Linked DNA regions of Zea mays: region 1 is linked to region 2. A link is a contact called in public Hi-C data. All regions are on one chromosome and are shown on one strand. Each heading gives the region's core, a stretch centred on a gene start, on an enhancer-like site or on the middle of the called end of the contact. The rest is flanking DNA. Distances are from core to core; before and after follow the strand shown. Region 1 holds the start of LOC103649927 (chaperone protein dnaJ 20, chloroplastic). Region 2 holds the start of LOC103649923 (DNA excision repair protein CSB).

Region 1 (5,658 bases), core at 366-2,865, 540 kb before region 2:
GTTACCCATGAGGCCATGACATAACAATTCTGATAGTAATATGTTTTTCTTCAACTCAACTATGAGTTAGCTACTTCGATGTCACCTTTAGTTTGTTGTTGGAGCATCTCCAACAACCTTCAAAACTGGTTTATCAAAGCATGCCCTTAGAATAGGTTGACTTAATGGTTCATGAAGTATTGTATTTGGTGAATAGCTGATTGATAGATATCTTATTAATGCATTGTTTTTAACACGTGCAGTTTTGTGGCTTAGTTTTTCAACGAATCTCTTCTCTATGATCAGCATGTTGTATTTGAAGAGCAATTTGGCAGTGGGAGATTGTTGGCCTACATTTCTGCTCGTCCTGGGCAGTGTGGCCGAGCTGATGGGTAAGGACTACTGGACCATTTCACCTCGCTTCAGTAGCTTAAATTTCCTGGCAGTTGCTGGGCATTTCTTTTTATTGTCCAGCTACATCCTCGAGGCTAACTACAGTGGCATTTCCTTTTATTGGCCAGCTACATCCTTGAGGGTAAAGAGCTCGAGTTCTACATGAAGAAGCTCCAGAGGTAAATGTGGACGAGACAACTAACTCTTCCTTATTCTTTTTTTATTAATTATTAATTGATGCATGTTTGTATCTGGTATCACCCGCAGAAAGTAGAGTTAATTATTGGCATTAAATCTTTGATCAAAGCTTGAAAAGGTAAATGTGGACGAGACAACTAACTCTCATGCACATGAAGGAGCTGATGAGTGCCTAATGTTTCTCGGGGTAACTGTTTCATGTTTTTTCAATTCTATGTCTGGACGCCGAGGACCGGGGACGCCGAGGACCGGGGAGACGACGAGGTTTCGGGGCTGCGTGTGGCGGCCGAGGCGTGGGCGACATTTCGGAGGCAGTGAGGCTTGTGTGAGGGGGCGAGAAGGAGGGAGGCAGAATTACGGTGCACAGATGGTCTACGTTAGAGTCTTGTAGAGTAGTAGAGATTATCGTAATATTATATATTCTCGTTAAAACAGTTGTACATAAGTTATTGTAGTATTATATATTTCCGTTGCAACGCACGGGCACTCACCTAGTTTTACATGAATATGAATACTACGCTTACACCATGTGAAACAATAATTTTCACGCGACAAGATTTGATCAGAAAATATCGTCGTATCTTTTACATGGTCTACGCTGCTGTTGTGGTACCACGTCTGTTTCGTACAAAATTGAACTTACTATATAGGCCCTATGTTCAAAAATAGTACTTATTTTGTCTTAAAATAGTATTTGTTTTATAGTGTTAATAGATACTTTCTCTGTTTTTTTATTTGTCGCTGATTAGTTTGTGTTAGGATTTTAATAGATTTATATAATATTATATAAACACTAGGTGTCTATATTCAATTTCATCCGTTTGAATATGAACAAAAACAAAAGCCTAAACCAAATAGCATATTAGGATAGAGAGTACCCGTTTTAACTCTTAATTTTTATGTTCATATTTAAATAAATGATAATAAATCTAAACACATTCTTTTTTAATAATGGATAACTATATCGGGGATGGAGCCAAAATCTAGACACGTGTATATGAATCCATTATTTTTTAAAGCAAAATTAATTTAGAACAGTATTATATATATAATATTTATTGGCGGTTGGCGCTTAAGATCTGCGGAAAGCAAACCGCACTGAGAAACCAAACCAGCAAGCGAAGCCCAGCAAGAAAACCACATGCCCCACCTCGCCGCCACTCCCCCCACTTCCTCCGCCGCCGCCGTCCCCGCCGCGGGCCGCATCGCGTTCCGGCGCCCGTGGAACACGCCACAGCCGGAAGCGCTGCGCCTGCGCCTCCGCCTGCGCGCGCGGGGCGTCCGGCGTGAGGACGGCGGCGGCGTGCGCACGGAGGAGCAGGAGCAGACAGCACCGCGGACGTTCTACGACCTGCTCGGGATCTCAGCGGATGGGAGCCCCGATGATGTTCGGGCGTCCTACAGGCGGCTGGCGCTAAAGTACCACCCAGACGTGTCCCCTCCGGGCGCCGCGGCCGAGAACACGCGCCGCTTCATCGAGGTGCAGGAGGCCTACGAGACGCTCTCCGACCCAAGCCGCCGCGCCAGCTACGACCGTGCACTCGCCCGCGGCGTCTGCCGCCTCGCCTTCTCCGGGCGCCGTTCCCAATCCCACCACGCCTACTACCATTACCAGGTTTGGATCACTGCTCTCCTCACTTGTTACTTGGGTACTTGGTGCTTTTCATGGCGTTGGCGCTTGGTTGCATTGCGTTGTGTTTGGTTCCAATCCGATTGGTAGAGGTGCAATCTTCTAGTCAGGATTACGATTGGTTGTTGGGTTCATGCTGTGATCTTTAACTTCTATTGTTTATAGATTGTCAATGGAAAAACATGTGCTAAATTCTTCCTAATTATACGTGAAGCGAATTTGCTGAACTTAGTGTCCCAGTCTGGAATTTGTTGGTATTCTAATGGAGGCAAGAGGGCGTTTGCAGACTTCAGATCATTGATCTGTAACTGAGGGGATCCATCAGTTCTTCTGGGCTGTACGATCTGGCTCCTTTAAGTACTTAATCTGTCATTTGAAGAAATCTAGTTGTTTCAGCTACAGTCCTTGATAGGAGTTCAAACATATGCATCATGAGTGAACTGCAACCTTTACAAAACAGTTGTTAACGACCAACTACGACGGCTACGGAGGAGATGAGAGAACAGCTCGGGAAGGAAGAAGATAGGAGGGTTTCTGTATTTCTTATTTCTTGACGTTCACAGAGATAACCATAGTCTAAATATCTCCCTTGCTCTCTCCTTACACGGACCATATGTCCGACGGGTATCGCCCACTGGGCTTGGACACACGACGGCCCAGAACAATGTCCTTGCAGCTCCTTCTGTCCTCCATCCTTGCCCGCGCCCTTCTGGTGTTCTCCCATGTAGTCTTCTTTGTTGGTGACAACAGTGGATCTGGATGCCCACCCCCCCCCCCCCCCCCCCCCCCCCCCCCAAGCAACTCCAAGAGACTTTACACATCTTTCTAGGGATTGGAGATTTTGATGAATAATGTCCTCCGACAGCTTGTTTATCTGGTTATCCAAATATAGCCATCTTTTATTTTGGATTTCTCACTAGTCAAAGATAGAACAAGAATGACTCTAGAGTGCACATGATATATAGAAAAACTGTTGGAGAGTGGAAAGATATAGAAAATGATTTATATGCAAATGACACTCCAAATGATGATTTAGAGAGTTGGTTTTAGAATGACTCTTTGAGATGCTCTAATTAATGTGTTCGCCGAAGCATGGCTTTCGAAAAAATACAGGGATAAGGCTTGCCTCGCTTATTCCGTCTCCCGACTCCATTCTTGTGGGAGCCATCAGCATAGGTCTCTCGTTTTTTTTTGTTGTTTTGGATTTTTACGAAGATCTCTTATGGTTTGTGACTCAGCTGTGGATATTGGGTGTTCAAAGCTGCCTTTTAACTTTACAGTGCTTTGAAGATTGATGAACTTACTAATACATACAAAAAAATTTAGATTCGAGCCAGGAGCGGCTGAAATTTACCGTTTCGTTTCGTGACATACGATAAATCAATGGATATAAGTTTCGCGTTGATGTGATGTACTTGCGAATAGGGAACGGCTAGGAATTTTCTGTGGTCGAAGAGCTTCACAAAAATAGGTCACGGATAACGAGTGAAATAGCAACTTGCAGAAGAGCGTGGGGGAGTCGTTTTCATGCATGTCATGCGTAAGATTATCTGAGAAGTAATCTTCCTCACAGATCTGTTATCCATGTGGGCCACAGGAACAGGAAGAGGGATCTGGGTGGAGAAGGTCCTGGGAGGACCAGATCGCCGAGCTGAAGAGGAGGAGCGTGGCGAAGGATTCAGAAGAGAACCTGTCGTGGGGCGCTCGCATGCGGAGAAGGGCCGAGGCGTCAGCAGCGGAGTAGCTGCGACAAGCGAGCCTTCCAAATGCAGCTGTACTCGTACGTAGCATGTGGAGCGAAGCGAAACGGAATATATTTTTCTGGTGGGTACAATTTGGTCTGCAAGGTTTTTAAGGCGTGGATCTAAAGATGTCCAGATGGAAACCTTCAGAGACAGACCTGTTACGAGAATTGGACGTGTAGCAGTAGTAGCTGTAGCGGTGGCATCTGGCCAGGATTGAGGAGGAACAGCAGCACCTGGATGGAGTGTGGTGGCTGCTGGCTGCAGACCAACACCCTTGGCCCTGGCTACATAATAGTTGAGTTCCTGCCTGGCCACCTGGGCCTGGCTGGCTGTATGTAAACGACTCAACTATGTTACTCCTTGAGACTCCTGTTACATCTGTGGCAGGTCCAGTGTAAATGTAAATACTACAAGCATCAATAACGAAGGAGCAAGCCAGTTGTTCTTCCAATATTCAGGGTGTTTCCTTCTTTTGTTTTGTTTTCCTTTCTCAAGCATCAATATTGAGGTTGTGGGCTTATGCGGGAGAGGCAATTATTCATATCTTTAGGAGCATGACCTTTGCTTAGGCTATGGCCATACAAATGGCCGTGCAAAATAGAGTGCACTGCTTATAGAGTGTAAGCTTGAAATGAGAGATGACGATAAGATAAGTAAGTTGTTGGAGACAGCCTTAGAGAAAAAAATCAACACGTTATTGCTTTTTTTCCCCTCTGTTTTCCGAAGTTTCTGCGACTAGCATGCTCCACCATATAGCGTTAGCAATTTAGCATGGTATTTTTCCTGTCACTGTCGCCTAGGAATTTATTGTGATGATTATGAGCTAGCTAGAGATAGACGGTGAAAGTTGTGGACAGGGAGCTGCGCTGCTGTTCCTGCTCGCTACGTGTGTGGAGTGGCGGTGACGATAGAATTGGTGGAAGTTGTGATTATGTAGTGTAGTGTCAGGTGATGGCGGTGTACTTATGACGATGTCTCTCGGTTTTCCTGACCTGGAAAGATCGGTAACGATGGCTGCTACGGTGGTGCGCGACTGCGCGGCGTCTCTATCCGGACAGAGAAACGCAGGTTTTGTCCATGCTTGGGAAGCTGCTGGTTTGTCTTGTGTGTTCTCACTTCTCAGCCGCCACTCTTTTCTCCACTCAATAATTGTTCACTGCAGTGACCCGGCCAGACGCCAGAGTGAAGTCGTATACTCTCACCGGTGACCTGATATAAGTAACAATCATGCTCTACCCCATTTTGTAATATTAATATGGCAATCACGTTCCGCCCCTGTCCAGCTTTCAGTGGATTTGTAGACAAGACAATGATCTAATCAACTTACCAGTCAAATTTGGCTTTGTGCGACCATGGTACAATCAACTGGCCATAAAATTAAAAGTAACATGACGAGTTGGATTTGAGATACTCGGTTTGTTGGATCTGCCAGAGCGGTTGCTGGCCTGCTATGTGGATTAGATGGGCCGTTACTGACCGTGGACGCGTGTGGGGATACGGGCCTCCCGGCTCCTGGCCCGCTACGATCAAGCCCACCGCAACCGAAGCAGCACAATAGGAAGCACCTATAAATTTTAGTACCAGTTTTCTAAGAATCGGTACTAAGTCAGATTGAAGGAAGGAACCATCTTAACAGTTCCAGTAATGATTTTAACTGCTAGGAGATTTAGTACTAGTTAGTGGCTTCAACCGGTAATAATATCAAAGCTTACC
Region 2 (5,095 bases), core at 1,295-3,794:
GCGGGATCTCAACGCGAGACGCAGGCACATGGGGTTGTGATCTTCCAGCATGCCGAGGTGGTTGTCTTCGTCGTGATCCCCCCTAATCGATGTGGAAACACTCGCGACTTAGGTCGTAACCCTCGTCGTCAAAGCTATGGTCATCGTTAGAGCAGCCGGAGAGGCAGTAGTCACATGCAGACATGAAGTCTCGCATGGCACTAGGATCACGAAGTCCGGAGAAATCCCAACCGAAGTCGGGGTCGTCGTCTTCCTCGGAACCCATGGGTCCGGAGGTTGAGACGGCCGTCAGTCGGTCCCAAGATGACCACATATGGTACCCTGGAAGGTCAGGATATGCCCTTGCGCGAAAGCTCTCACCGAAGCAGGGTCGCCTGGTGGATCGAAGCTGAATCTAAAAGGGACAGGGTGGAAAACGGATGGTACCTCTTGGTTGATGGACGGTGGTGAAGTCGCGTCAGGGACGGAATGCACCGTCATCTCAGGTACGAGGCTAACGCCCAGCAAGTCCTTCGTGAGGGTGCTGGCGGCATCAGTCCGCTTGGGGTTGGCGTGTTGCGGGGAAGCGACACCTGTCGTTGTCTCAGGTGCGAGGACAACACCTGACATGTCCCCCGCAGGGGTGCCGGCGTTGTCGACTCGCTCTGGTCCGACAGCCGACGAGGTGCCGCCTCCTGCCTGGCCACGGTTGCCCCGTCTTCTCCTCCTCCGGCGAGGAGGGTGGCGGGGGCAAACTCGGGTGTTCCTCTTATGCCATGGGGGGAAGTCGTCGTTGAGTTCGCCGCCGCCGAGCGAGCCGACGACCGTCGTTGCTGTCACGCTGCGAGGGGAGGAGTACCATGTCGTAGCTGCCGTCGCGGGACATGAACTCGAGACTCCCGAAGCAGAGCACCGTCCCCGGCTGAAGAGGCTACTGAAGGCTACCCATCTGGAACTCAACGGGAAAGTATTTGTTAACACGCAGCGAGCCCCTACCCGGCGCGCCAACTGTCGGCGTTTCGGACCCGCGAGGACCGTCAACCGACCAGTGAATTTGTTGCTGCGTGCCCCTGCCCAGATGTGTTGATGCAAGATGGAACACAAGCGGGGGAATGAGGCTTATATTATCTTGCACCGGGGTGCTCGTAGTAGGGTTACAAGCGTCGCGAGAGAGCGAGGACGAGAGCGAGAGAGAGAGAGAGTCCCTGCGTGCGTCCGTCTCTGCCTGTCTCGTCTGCCCCGCGTCTCTGCGTTCCCCTTATTCTCAACGTCTCAACGTCTCAACGTGCCTTAGGAAGGCCCTGGACATCCCCTTTTATAGATACACGGAGATGCCCAGCTGTACAATGGGGTGTAGCTATGTGCTAACGTGGCTGGCGGAGAAGCGCCTTGAGCCCTGTACGTGTGCTAACGTGGCTGTCGGAGAAGTGCCTTGAGCCCTGTAGAAGCATAGCTCGCGGTGCGGCATGGATCCTGCTGACGTTTCCTTGCTTCCGTAGGGGGTTGAGAGCAACTGACGTCATGGGCACACGCGGGGAACCATCATTACCTGTTACCGGAGTAACCTTAGATGGGACACCGGTCTTGTTCCTTCGTAGCCTGAGGCAGCTAGCTAGGGGTAGGGTAATGATGTATCCCCTGTAGCGTAGTCGGTCCGAGGCCTAGGTCGGGCGAGGCGGAGACTTCTCCTGAGGCCGAGGCCTGGGGTCGGGCGAGGCGGAGCTCCCTGTTGCGCCCGAGGCTGAACTCGGGGGAGGTCGTGACTCAGCTTTACCCTGGTGGTTGGCACAGCAGTCGGAACGGGGTGAATAGCGTTGTTTTCCTGTCACATCGGTCAGTGAAAGGGTGAAGTGACTGCAGTCACTTCGACCTTGCCGACCGAGGCGCGCGTGTCAGGATAAGGTGTCAGACGATCCCCGCATTAAATGCGCATGCGATACGGTCGGTTGATAGCGCGATCCGGTCGAGGTCGCTGTACGACAAAGTTTGCCCAAGCTGGGCTTCGGGCGAGCCGAGGGTGCGCCTACTGCCTGAGGAGGCCCTCGGGCGAGGCGTGAATCCGGCCGAGACTACTGTCCGAGGCCGAGGCTGGGCTCGGATGAGGTCGCGTCCCTTGGTAGTCGAGGTCCTGACTTGAATCGTGCTTATCAGTCGTGTATGGTTTGCTCTAAAGATGTTTTCGAGCCGCGTTTAGAAGCATTGGGGGTACCCCTAATTACGGTACCCGACAACGTTTTTACTAGTAATTAAACTTGCCGCATATTCCCTCCTATGTCCTATTATTTGTCATTTTGGACAAAATTCAAATCAAACTTATAAAATTTTAACTACAAATAACTACTTGTTATTTAATTTTAAACCCTAATATTTATATGCACTTATTTGTCTTACAAATAACTACCTACATTCTCGAATATTTATCGCTTTTATTTTTGAACTAAACCATGAAAAAAAAAGAACAGATGAAATACTTATAAAAGTATAAAAATATTAAACGAGTTATTTATATTTTATAAATTTGAGATCGTGTTATTAATTTAAACGGACACCGGATCAAGCACGTGGTGAGAGGTGTGTCACACACCCAAACCCAACACAAAGGCGGCGCGGCGTCTGTACACGACCGATACAAGTACAACGACGAATCCCCCGCCCCCGCTACTGTTGGGGTCTGTTCATCGGAGAGGGCTGAGACGGGGAAGAAGCCCCGTACCCTATCGCGCTCGCCCCGGGGAGGAGGGGGAGGGACGGGCGGACTGGAGGGAGGCATCTGGAATTCTTAGCCTCCTCCGCCGCGGCCTCTACTAAGCAGCACGCGAGGACGCCGGTACTCCGCCGTCTCTGTTGAATTGCTGTTACCCCGCCGTGGCGTCCCTCCCCCATCCGCCGGCCGACACGGATTGGATTGGATTGGGTTACTGGTGGTGAGTAATCCATCCCACCCATCCGTCGGCCCTCGCTTGGTTGGCGCATATCATCTGACAAATTCGACTGGATTCCTACTCTGCCCCCTCGCTATTCAGATCCCCAAAGCCTGGGTGCTGGGGCTACAAGGCCGCTACTTTGCCCCTTGCTACGCGCTCGCCCGCGAGAGCCTTGTGCCTCTCGTCTCCGGCAGACGCCATGGACGAAGAGGACGACGACCAGCGCCTGCTGCACAGCCTCGGCGTCACGTCCGCCAACATCGAGGACATCGAGAAGAAAATCCTCTCGCAGGCAAAGTCCTCTCGCAGCTTTGAGTAATCCCCGCACCACCAAGTTGCTCAAGTTGCCCTCCTGTATGTGGTGTGCAGGTCCAAACTGAACCGAAGCGCGATGACGAGCCAGGAGCAGCCGTCGATGACCCCAGCGGGAGTAGTGTTGCGCCTGAGTTTGATGCGCAGGCCAATCTGCACCAGAAGCTGCGTTCCGTGCAACTCGAGATCGATGCCGTAGCTTCCACCATTAAAAGAGCTAAGAACGCCAGCGTTGATGGACAAGATAAAAAGAAGCAGAAACAAGCCAATCACACTTCTCAGGATGAACCTCATGGAGGAGCGCTCCAGCAGGCTCTTGCCACTGAGCGCCTTAAAAGCCTCAAGAAAGCTAAAGCTCAGATTCAGAAAGAGATATTGCAGTCGGACCCCTACCCATCTGGCTCGGACAACAGGAAAGATAAAATGCTAGCCATGCTGGTTGAAGAGGAGCCAAGGCGTAAGAAGAAGTCGCTAATGCCGGCTCGAGGGCCTAAGAAAACGTCAGCTCCTAGACTGAAAACCATGAGTTATGATGACGACGATGACTTCGATGCAGTGCTTGATGGGGCTTCTGCAGGATTTATGGAAACAGTGAGCTATCCTTGGGGTTTCTTACTTCTTTTTTTGGTCTTATTTGCCATGTTTCACTGCCTTTTAATTCTGATGTTATGTTATGTTTGCTGTAGGAAAGGGAAGAACTAATCAGGAAGGGCTTGCTGACACCATTTCACAAATTGAAGGGCTTTGAGAAGCGTGTTGAATTACCTGGACCTTCTCATAGGCAAAATGATCCCTCCGAACAAGCTGAAGAAGCAATTGAAGCTTCCAGGATTGCTAGAGTCGCTCAGTCAATGCAGCAAATTGCACAAAGTCGCCCTACAACAAAATTGCTTGATCCAGAATCTTTACCTAGGCTGGACGCACCTACTGCTCCATTTCAAAGGCTTGGAAGACCCCTAAAACGCCCTGTACCTCCTAGTTCAGAAGGACGGGAAAGGAAGAGACAAAGGAATAAGACCAAGAGGCCTTTGCCTGACAAGAAATGGAGAAAAGCCAATTCAAGGAAGGAATCACTATTGGAAACTGATGGTATGCCAAATTTGGTTTACAGTTTCTTAGACTGTAGGTTCTGCTATTATTCTATTTCTGTAATCTGTATGCATATACCAAATGATGTAATCTTTCTTGTTGTTTTCTTATTATATAAGTCCCCTGGGCAACTCATTGCTCCATGCCCTGGCAACCTCTTCCTATTATTTATTGGTAACCCAAAACCACCACCAGGAAGGGAAAAAAACTTTTGAAAATAAATCATCAATGATTATCTCGCCATACCTTTCTTGTTGTTCCCTATGACTCAACAGAATAGAACACATCTCCTAATGAAATATTTGTGTATTCACAGGTGAGGATGTTGGGGACTTTGCGACATCAGTTTCTGAGGATGATGATCAAGCAGCAGAAGGTGGATTATCTCCTGTTATTCTTGAAGGTGGTTTGAGAATTCCTGGCACAATTTATGAACAGCTATTTGATTACCAAAAAGTGGGAGTGCAGTGGCTGTGGGAGTTACACTGTCAAAGAGCCGGTGGAATTATTGGAGACGAAATGGGCCTGGGAAAAACTGTGCAAGTTCTATCATTTCTTGGTTCTTTGCATAACAGCGGCATGTACAAGCCCAGCATCGTTGTTTGTCCTGTAACACTTCTTCAACAGTGGCAAAGGGAGGCCAGTAGGTGGTATCCAAAATTCAAGGTGGAAATCTTACATGATTCTGCAAATGGTTCGAGTAAAAAGAGCAAGGCATATAGTGATTCTGACAGCGAAGGTTCTTGGGATAGTGATCAGGAAGAGGTTAGACGTGCAAAGCCTGCAAAGAA

Evidence for each region. Hi-C and Micro-C count contacts between places; a contact is called where the count stands out from the background.
Region 1: a Hi-C map of leaf shows a contact between it and region 2, with 7 times the contacts expected there. The contact joins the promoter of LOC103649927 here to the promoter of LOC103649923 in region 2. A contact is called at or near these places in 4 of 25 Hi-C or Micro-C datasets (bundle sheath, endosperm, leaf and 1 more).

What each region holds. Positions count from the first base shown.
Region 1 is chr3:32,889,536-32,895,193 of Zm-B73-REFERENCE-NAM-5.0, reverse strand. LOC103649927 (chaperone protein dnaJ 20, chloroplastic) reads left to right here and starts at 1,615. Exons shown (of 2, transcript XM_008675612.2): 1 at 1,615-2,185; 2 at 3,798-4,398. The coding sequence starts at 1,712. The coding sequence ends at 3,944.
Region 2 is chr3:32,346,960-32,352,054 of Zm-B73-REFERENCE-NAM-5.0, reverse strand. LOC103649923 (DNA excision repair protein CSB) reads left to right here and starts at 2,544. Exons shown (of 7, transcript XM_008675604.3): 1 at 2,544-2,903; 2 at 3,003-3,195; 3 at 3,273-3,806; 4 at 3,902-4,304; 5 at 4,621-5,095. The coding sequence starts at 3,103.